Linked DNA regions of Macaca mulatta: regions 1 and 3 are each linked to region 2. The links are chromatin contacts, called in public Hi-C maps. All regions are on one chromosome and are shown on one strand. The core of a region is the stretch at or near the end of the contact, and the rest is flanking DNA. Distances in the headings are between cores, read along the strand shown.

Evidence for each region. Hi-C and Micro-C count contacts between places; a contact is called where the count stands out from the background.
Region 1: a contact with region 2 is called in a Hi-C map of CD4 T cells, with 4 times the contacts expected there. The contact joins the promoter of FAM177A1 here to the promoter of NFKBIA in region 2. A contact is called at or near these places in 2 of 14 Hi-C or Micro-C datasets (CD4 T cells and liver).
Region 3: a Hi-C map of fetal cortex germinal zone shows a contact between it and region 2, with 2.8 times the contacts expected there. The contact joins the promoter of PPP2R3C here to the promoter of NFKBIA in region 2. A contact is called at or near these places in 5 of 14 Hi-C or Micro-C datasets (blood, cortical neurons, fetal cortex germinal zone and 2 more).

The regions. Positions count from the first base shown.
Region 1 is chr7:108,163,059-108,165,758 of T2T-MMU8v2.0, reverse strand. It overlaps FAM177A1 (family with sequence similarity 177 member A1), which reads right to left and starts at 1,351. Exons shown (of 5, transcript NM_001266493.1): 1 at 1,139-1,351. The coding sequence starts at 1,300.
Region 2 is chr7:108,522,026-108,524,725 of T2T-MMU8v2.0, reverse strand. NFKBIA (NFKB inhibitor alpha) reads left to right here and starts at 1,338. Exons shown (of 6, transcript NM_001257750.1): 1 at 1,338-1,654; 2 at 2,265-2,373. The coding sequence starts at 1,428.
Region 3 is chr7:108,241,088-108,243,787 of T2T-MMU8v2.0, reverse strand. PPP2R3C (protein phosphatase 2 regulatory subunit B''gamma) reads left to right here and starts at 1,411. Exons shown (of 14, transcript XM_077940897.1): 1 at 1,411-1,499. It overlaps PRORP (protein only RNase P catalytic subunit), which reads right to left and starts at 1,160. Exons shown (of 9, transcript XR_013396186.1): 1 at 1,028-1,160; 2 at 1-450.

The DNA of each region.
Region 1 (2,700 bases), core at 102-2,601, 360 kb after region 2:
GCCACCTCTCCTGGCTAGTGTTTTGTATTTTTTAGTAGAGACGGGGTTTCACCGTGTTAGCCAGGATGGTCTCGATCTCCTGACCTCGTGATCCACCCATCTCGGCCTCCCAAAGTGCTGGGATTACAGGCTTGAGCCACCGCGCGCGGCCCATTAGTAACTTTCATAGGGGCCAGGCGCCGTGGCTCACGCCTGTAATCCCAGCACTTTGGGAGTCCGAGGCGGGCGGATCACAAGGTCAGGAGATCGAGACCATCCTGGCTAACACGGTGAAACCACGTCTCTACTAAAAATACAAAAAAGTTAGCCGGGCGAGGTGGCGGGCGCCTGTAGTCCCAGCTGCTCCGGAGGCTGAGGCAGAAGAATGGCGTAAACCTGGGAGGCTGAGCTTGCAATGAGCCGAGATCGCGCCACTGCACTTCAGCCCGGGAGAGTGTGAGACTCCGTCTCAAAAAATAAATAAATAAATAAATAACTTTCATAGTAATTATAGCTTGAAATTTTTGATAAATTAGATTAAGATATGCTATTAAAATTATTATCATCGGTTTCACTTTTTTTAAAACGTGGCTACTGGAAAATTTGAAATCACAATTTTCAACGCAGCTTGCATTCTATTTCTGTTGGACAGCGCAGCACGGAGCCTCAGTTGCCTCGGGGGTGAAATGGGGATAACACCCACCTCGAGCGGTTACTGTAAGAATTCAGTGAATTAAGGCCGGTAAACGTTTGGCATATGCCAAGCAAAGGGCAGATGCCAAGGCAGGCGCTCGCACTAGAAGAGACTGAGAAGTGGTTGAAGCCGCCCTCACCTGGCTTCCAGCTACTGCAAGGACGGCCTTTGGGGGACACGCCTTCCTTCTTCCTCAGGTAGACCAGAAGCTGGACTATCACCCCCGGAACCCAAGGCCGCCCCAGAGTCTGCTGTGCTGCCAGCCAAGTGGTTGGTGAGTGAGTGGGAGGCCGCTCCTTCCCACAAGCTGGTCTCACTGAGCAGAAACAGGGGTGCAGGGAGGAGGAACTCCAAAACGGGGGCGGCCTGCTCGGAGGACGGCCGGGCAGGCCAAAAGAGCGGCCCGCGGAGAAGGCAAGGAGGCAGCTCGGCTCCCTGGACGCCAGCGTCGGCGGCCCCACCTACCTGCCCCGCAGATTCCCCAAAAGCCGCGGCGGCCGCAACTCCCGAAGGTGCGACGGCTTCTCGTTCCACACGGCCCACTGGCTCCTGGTCCATCGTCGTTGCCACCACAGGGCTGCTGGCGCTGGCGAGAAAGAGGGTAATGGCCGATAAGCCCACTTCCATCCTCGGCCTCCCCGCCCAGTCGCTGGCCGAGCCCGGCTGTCGGGAACTGGGACTCACCGCAGCGCCCGCCTCGCGCCGCGCCCAGCCAAGTCTCTGGGAAAGGTACTAGCGGGCCTTGAGGGGTGGGGCCGGCCTGAGGGGCGTGGCCGGCCCGCGCCTCGCCTAGCCTGCCCGGCCTCGCACCCCGAGACCTGGCCGACTGCAGTCTGGGAGGCGCAACTACCGGCTCGCGCGGGGCGGGGCGGGGCTTTGCGAGGCGTCGCTTCCGGCCAAGCACGCATCCGGAGCTCGTGGATCCCCGCCTGGCACCGCCTGTGACGTCATTCCTGGTACGTGTACCTGAAGCCTGGCGTCTGGACCTCGGCGCAGCCCCCCACCAGCTGCGTCCGGGGCAGTCACCCCGGCAGGACCTCGGTTTCTTTATTTGTAAAATGAGGACAGCTGTGTCGTACTTCAAAAGCTAGTGATCGGATGTGGTTGCTGAAAATGTAAAATGTACGGCTTGTGCTGCACTTTCCATTCCTAACGTGGGTGACAGTCCAGCCAAAATACCCTCAAAGAAGAGCCCCAGGCGTGATTTTTGCTTATTCTTGTCTGAAATACTTAAGTATAACTGTAGAAAATGTTAAGTGAAAAGACCTGAAGGAGAGCAAAGGGCAGTAGTAAGCTTCCATCTTGACAAACGTAAGGAGTGTTATCTGTGTCTTAAAGTCGTGTGCATCCCAGATTTTTTCCGTCTTTCTCAATGTTCAACCAAAGTAAAAAATCATGCAATTACTGCATGACTTCAACATCAAACAAGTCTGAGGTTCTGCAGGTACGTGGTTTATTGTTGTTTTAGCATGACCATTTTCACAAATACGTGGGGGTCAAAACCAAAACATATATTATTTTGGCTATGGGAGCCTTCATTTGATACTTTAAATTCCATTTTCATACCAGTCTTAATTCAGAAATGCTCCCTAGTTATATGACCTCATAAATGTTTTTCATCATAGCAACAGCAGGCCCAAATATTAAATATTGCTCTCTCTTCTGTGCCAAAGTTCGTCTCCTTATCCTCTGCCTAATGTTCTTGTACACTTCCTATCCTTTGTATAACTAGAACCTAAAAACAAAAACAAAAATTTTTAAAACAATCATTTGAAAACCATCTACACTTTAAAAACTAGTTGGAAATGCATAATGCTCTGTATCCTGGTAACAAAATCAAGTTAGGTTGCTGCTGAAGTAAACAAGTTAGTGCATGATCTGACTGTATGGTGTCATTAGCAGGGAGTTGAGACAATCCAAAACAGCAAAACCAAATTCGGCCATAAATTGAAAACAAAAAGAACCAATTGTTAAGACTTCATGAATTGGCATTCATAAACAACACAATTCTGCATTATATGTATTCA
Region 2 (2,700 bases), core at 89-2,588:
TTTATTTTGCCTGTACCAATTCTACCAAGTAGATGAATTCAGTCCATGGCTTGCAGGCTTGGAGGTGGAGGTGGGATGGAGAGCATAAATTACATTTCTGCAGGTGAAACCAGAGCATAGTGAGCCAAAACCCCTTTCTACCTGGGTGGCATGAATGGGTCCAACTGCTACTATCCCCCAGGACGAGGGAGCAAGGCGGGGGGGGGGCAGGATGGGAGGATGGGGCTGCCTTGAGCCTCCTGCAGGATGACTGGCAACTACTTTCTTAGCGGTCCTTAAGGTCCAATCGCGGTTAAGGCACTAACTAAACTCATTCTTCAGCCTCCTTCTCTAAGTGCTCCTCGAATTGCTCAGTTTAGATGCCCAGAAGTAGGCTCAGGATCCATTCTCTGCGGCAGCACAATGTAGGTCAGATAGCATGAATGCAACAGCTACTTATGAACACAATAGCTACTCTGTTATTGCAAGGTATCCACAACCACCACTACAAAGATTAACACCTTGCTTTACTTGGGGGGAAAAAAAAAAATCATGGTCCTATTCAGCAGTTTCCCCATACAGGGAGAGTTTGCCCCTCCCCCACTCAACAAGGCTGTTCATCCCTAGGAAGTGATTGGAAGTGATTTGAGAGTTTTCCAAAGATTTAGGCTTTCCACTCCTCCAAAGCTTTCACAGTTCTACCTGGCAGAGGTGCGTGGGGGGTAGGGGAGGAAGGGCGCGAAGCTAAACGTCCCCGTTCTGCAATGAGCCTGATATTAGCAGAAACACAAGAGCGGCCTGCAGCCCCATAACCACAGTGCGTCCTTCCCCTTAGAAGTCTGGGGAAAGAAAATCCCTACGCCCAGCCATCATTTCCACTCTTGCGTTTTCAAAAGATCAAAAAACGGAAAGGACCGGCAGGTTGGCAAACCCCAAAGAGGGACCGCCCATCATGTCGGCGTCCTTGGGATCTCAGCAGCCGACGACCCCAATTCAAATCGATCGTGGGAAACCCCAGGGAAAGAAGGTTCACTTGCAGAGAGACAGGATTACAGGGTGCAGGCTGCAGGGAAGTACCGCGGGGAAGGGGGCCTGGTCGGAAGGACTTTCCAGCCACTTGGCACTCATCAAAAAGTTCCCTGTCCGTGACCCCAGTGGCTCATCGCAGGGAGTTTCTCCGACGAACCCCAGCTCAGGGTTTAGGCTTCTTTTTCCCCCTAGCAAAGGACGAAGCCAGTTCTCTTTTCTGGTCTGACTGGCTTGGAAATTCCCCGCGCCTGACCCCGCCCCAGAGAAATCCCCAGCCAGCGTTTATAGGGCGCCGCGGCGGCGCTGCAGAGCCCACACCAGCCCGTGCCGCCGTCCCGCCCGCCAGCGCCCTAGCGAGGAAGCAGCGCGCAGCCCGCGGCCCAGCGCACCCGCAGCAGCGCCCGCAGCTCGCCCGCGCCATGTTCCAGGCGGCCGAGCGCCCCCAGGAGTGGGCCATGGAGGGTCCCCGCGACGGGCTGAAGAAGGAACGACTGCTGGACGACCGCCACGACAGCGGCCTGGACTCCATGAAGGATGAGGAGTACGAGCAGATGGTCAAGGAGCTGCAGGAGATCCGCCTCGAGCCGCAGGAGGTGCCGCGCGGCGCGGAGCCCTGGAAGCAGCAGCTCACCGAGGACGGGGACTCGTAAGTGGCGCAGACCCGGAGCCGGGGGTCCTCGGGAGGGCCGGATGCGCGCGGCCGGGGAGTGGGAGACGCCGGGCCTGGAGCCCGACCTGGGGAACTAGCGATGCAGCCGGGCTGGCGCCGCGGCGCCCCGGGGCTCCTGCACCGCCCCGAACGCTGCAGGGCTGCAGGGCCGCGCGGGGCACCGGCCCGACTCGGAGGGGCGGCGGCTGGGCCCTGGTGGACGGCAGCGTCGCCACACGCCCCCTCCCCCCAGGCCTGTCCTCTAGGCCGGGGGCGGGGCGGCAGCTGGGACGCGAAGTCCCCGGTTGCATAAGGCGTTTCTGGCCGCTGGCGGGCGCCGAGCAGCCGGGAGGGGAAGTACAGGGCGTTCCGAGCTGGCGGGAGGGCGGGGCGGTCTGGCCGGCGCCCGCCGGGGCCGCGGGGGGAGGGGGGCGGAAAGTCCCTGGGCGCCTGCCAGGAACACTCAGCTCATAATAACCTCGCGGAAAACACCGCGGCCTCGGCCTCCAGAAACCCCGGCCTTGCGCAATCCCCCGCAGCCCGCGCCTCCCTGGGCCCCACGCGGTGCACTCACCACCCCTGGGGTTTTTCCCTCTCTTCCCCACAGGTTTCTGCACTTGGCCATCATCCATGAAGAAAAGGCACTGACCATGGAAGTGATCCGCCAGGTGAAGGGAGACCTGGCCTTCCTCAACTTCCAGAACAACCTGCAGCAGGTGCGCCGCTTGCCTGGCCCGGGCTCTCTAACTCTGGGATGGAACTGATGTAGCAAAGTCACCCCAGATCCTTTCTGAATTCAGGGCCACTGGGCATTATTCACCCTCACCTTTTACTTCACGTCAGCCCACATCCTAGAGAGTGAAGGAAATTCCACTGATTTGGTGAGGTCTTTGTGACCCACCTGGAGTCTCTGCTATTTGCCAGTCCTCCCCACCCGCCTGTCCAGGAGGAGCAGCACCCAACCAGGAGACACGGGTTCAGGGGAACTCAGGGTGTGGGTTTGGTCCCTGGCTTACTTTCTCTGGTCTCTCCTGCATTCGTAG
Region 3 (2,700 bases), core at 162-2,661, 280 kb after region 2:
GTTTTAAGAGAAAACAACCTCTGTTGGCTCCTGATGCCACAGCTGTCTGAAAGAAAGAGAGAGACATAAGAGTGCCCTGGGCCTAGCCCAAGGTATGGGTTGCTCTTCCAAAGCTTAGGAAAGCTTCGAATACCAAACAAATAGAAAGTCATTATGCAGTGAGATCAGCACCAGATAGTGAGAGAGATGTTGGAAAAAAACCCTCTTCTATAGCAAAATTAAAGGGATTGGTGGTCGGCAGTGGAGAGTCGAAGTGCAGCTTTTTAAAAGAAGATTTGTGTTTCTTCCTTACAGACAAATCAAAGTTCTGCTTTTGGGGTTACTTAATAGCAAGAAGGCAGGTGAGTTTTCTCTATTAAACAACAATCCGGGGATGTCCAACGTCGCAAGCCGCAAACCAGGGGACAGAGCAGGAATCCTCTGGTGCCTCTTACATTCCAGTTCATGAACCTGAGGAAAAAGCACAAGAAGGAACGCCCAGTTTTACTCACGTGGATCACAGTTGTCCTGAAAAGGAACAGATTCCCACGGGAAGCTTGCTGGAAAGGGCGTATAAAGCCAAAACCGTATCCAGGAGCCTCCAACTCCAGCCCACCAGCAACAGCGGCGAAAGCCAAAGTCTAGGGGCCCTCACCCTGCATAACTCTCCAAAGACCGCAAAGCTCCTCCGATGGAGGGATGCGGAGGGAGGAGGTGGCGAGTCAGGTGCGCCAACGACTCGGGAAAGGAAGAGAGATCCAGGAAGGGCGCTGCCTAGACTGCGTACCTATCGCTGACAAACGAAGTTCACTTCATTCAACAACTCAACGCGGCACTCAGGCTTAACGCGGCCATAAACGCGGCGGGAACTACAGTGCCCACTATGCACCGCGCCAGCCCCGGCCGACTGACGAGACTGACCCGGACTTAGGCGTTCCGCCTGGGCTGGCGGCGAGGAAAAAAGGCAATTTTGAAGCATTTTGTGGCAAAAGGGGTAAGAGACGGCTGCGGAAGCGTCTACTACATTCAGGGGACCTGGAGGACTTACAGATATCCGCAATGAACAATGAAAAGAAATTGTGAAAGAAAGCGCTTCCCTCAAGCCGGAATCAATTAACTTCTGAGTCACGTGGTGCGCACGCGCCAAAGGCGCACGATAAAGGAAAACGCGGGCTTATCCTGCCTTTTAAAATCGGGCTTGGTGAGTTTGGGACGCCTCCTGAAGGGGAACCATTTTCCATCTCTTTCATAGCTTTGCCCCAGTCAGCGTGGTAGCGGTATTCTCCGCGGGAGTGACAGTAATTGTTTTTGCCTCTTTAGCCAAGACTTCCGCCCTTGTTCAAGATGGTGGTTGAGCGGCCTTCCTAACCTTTACGGGGCCTGGCGGTGCTGACGCCTGAGTTGGTAGGGGTGGAGCAGGTAGGAAACAGCAAATGCAGAAGCTGCTGCGCGAGAGTCGGCCATGGACTGGAAAGAAGTTCTTCGTCGGCGCTTAGCGACGCCCAACACCCGTCCAAACAGTGAGTTTTGGGAGGGGCCGTCCGTTGGGATGGCCCGGCCCTAAACTCCTAGAGGTAGGAGGGAGATGGGGAGGAGGAGCAAGGGGGAGCCGCACTTTCCGCTTCTGTGAAACCTCGCGACAAAGGAGGCGGAGTGGAATGTGCTTTAGGGATCCCGATAGGGTTGACCCAAACTTTCCTGGGACGGAGTCTGGGGGAACGAAAAACTTAGCCTTAGTCACTGACTTCCATGGTCTTAATCTAAACTTGTGAAGAATAACTTAGAACCCCGGATCCAACAACGCCTCAACCCCACCAGGACCTGTAATTGTCCTACCGCCTTTTTACTGTCACGCTTTTTGCTTCCCTCCTAATCCATTTTATATTTCATAATCCATTTTTCCTTTTATTTTTCTCCTTCACATTGCTTATTAACTAACCTCGTTAAATCTAGCTTTCCTATTCCACACCCGCACTAAGGGCTGTTGAAAGTGGCTGGAGAAAAACAGAACCTTGTCTCACTTTTTTTTTTTTTTTTTTTTTTGAGACGGAGTCTCTTGCTCTGTCGCCCAGGCTGGCTGGAATGCGGTGGCAGCATCTCAGCTCACTGCAGCCTCCGCCTCCCGGGTTCAAGCGATTCTTCTTCCTCAGCCTCGAGTAGCTGGAACTACAAGCGCGCGCCTCCACGGCGGGTTAATTTCTAGTAGAGACGGGGTTTCACCATATTGGTCAGGCTGGTTTCAAACTCCTGACCTCGTGATCCACCCACCTCGGCCTCCCAAAGTGCTGGAATTACAGTCGTGAGCTGCCGCGCCCCGCCGAGTTATCTCACTTTTAGTACATGTCCACTAAGCTAAAGTAGATGTTTCGGTCATGTCTACCGTGTTTTCCTGGACGTTCATTCTCCTACATTCAATTTTCATCTTCCAAACTGCCAATCTGTGTTTCCCTAGATACACTATTTTTTTTTTTTTTTTAATTCAGGCTCTCCCTCTGTTGCCCAGGCTGGAGTGCAGCAGCACAGTGACGTCTCGCTGCAACCTCGATTTCCTGGGCTCAAAGGATCCTCCCACCTCAGCCTCCTAAGCAGCTGGAAGTACAGGCACACGCCACCACATCCGCTAATTTTTTATTTTTAGTAGCGGTGAGGTCTTGCTATTTTAATAGGGCTGGTCTCGAATTCCTGGCCTCAGGCAGTCTTCCTACCTCCACCTTCCAAAGT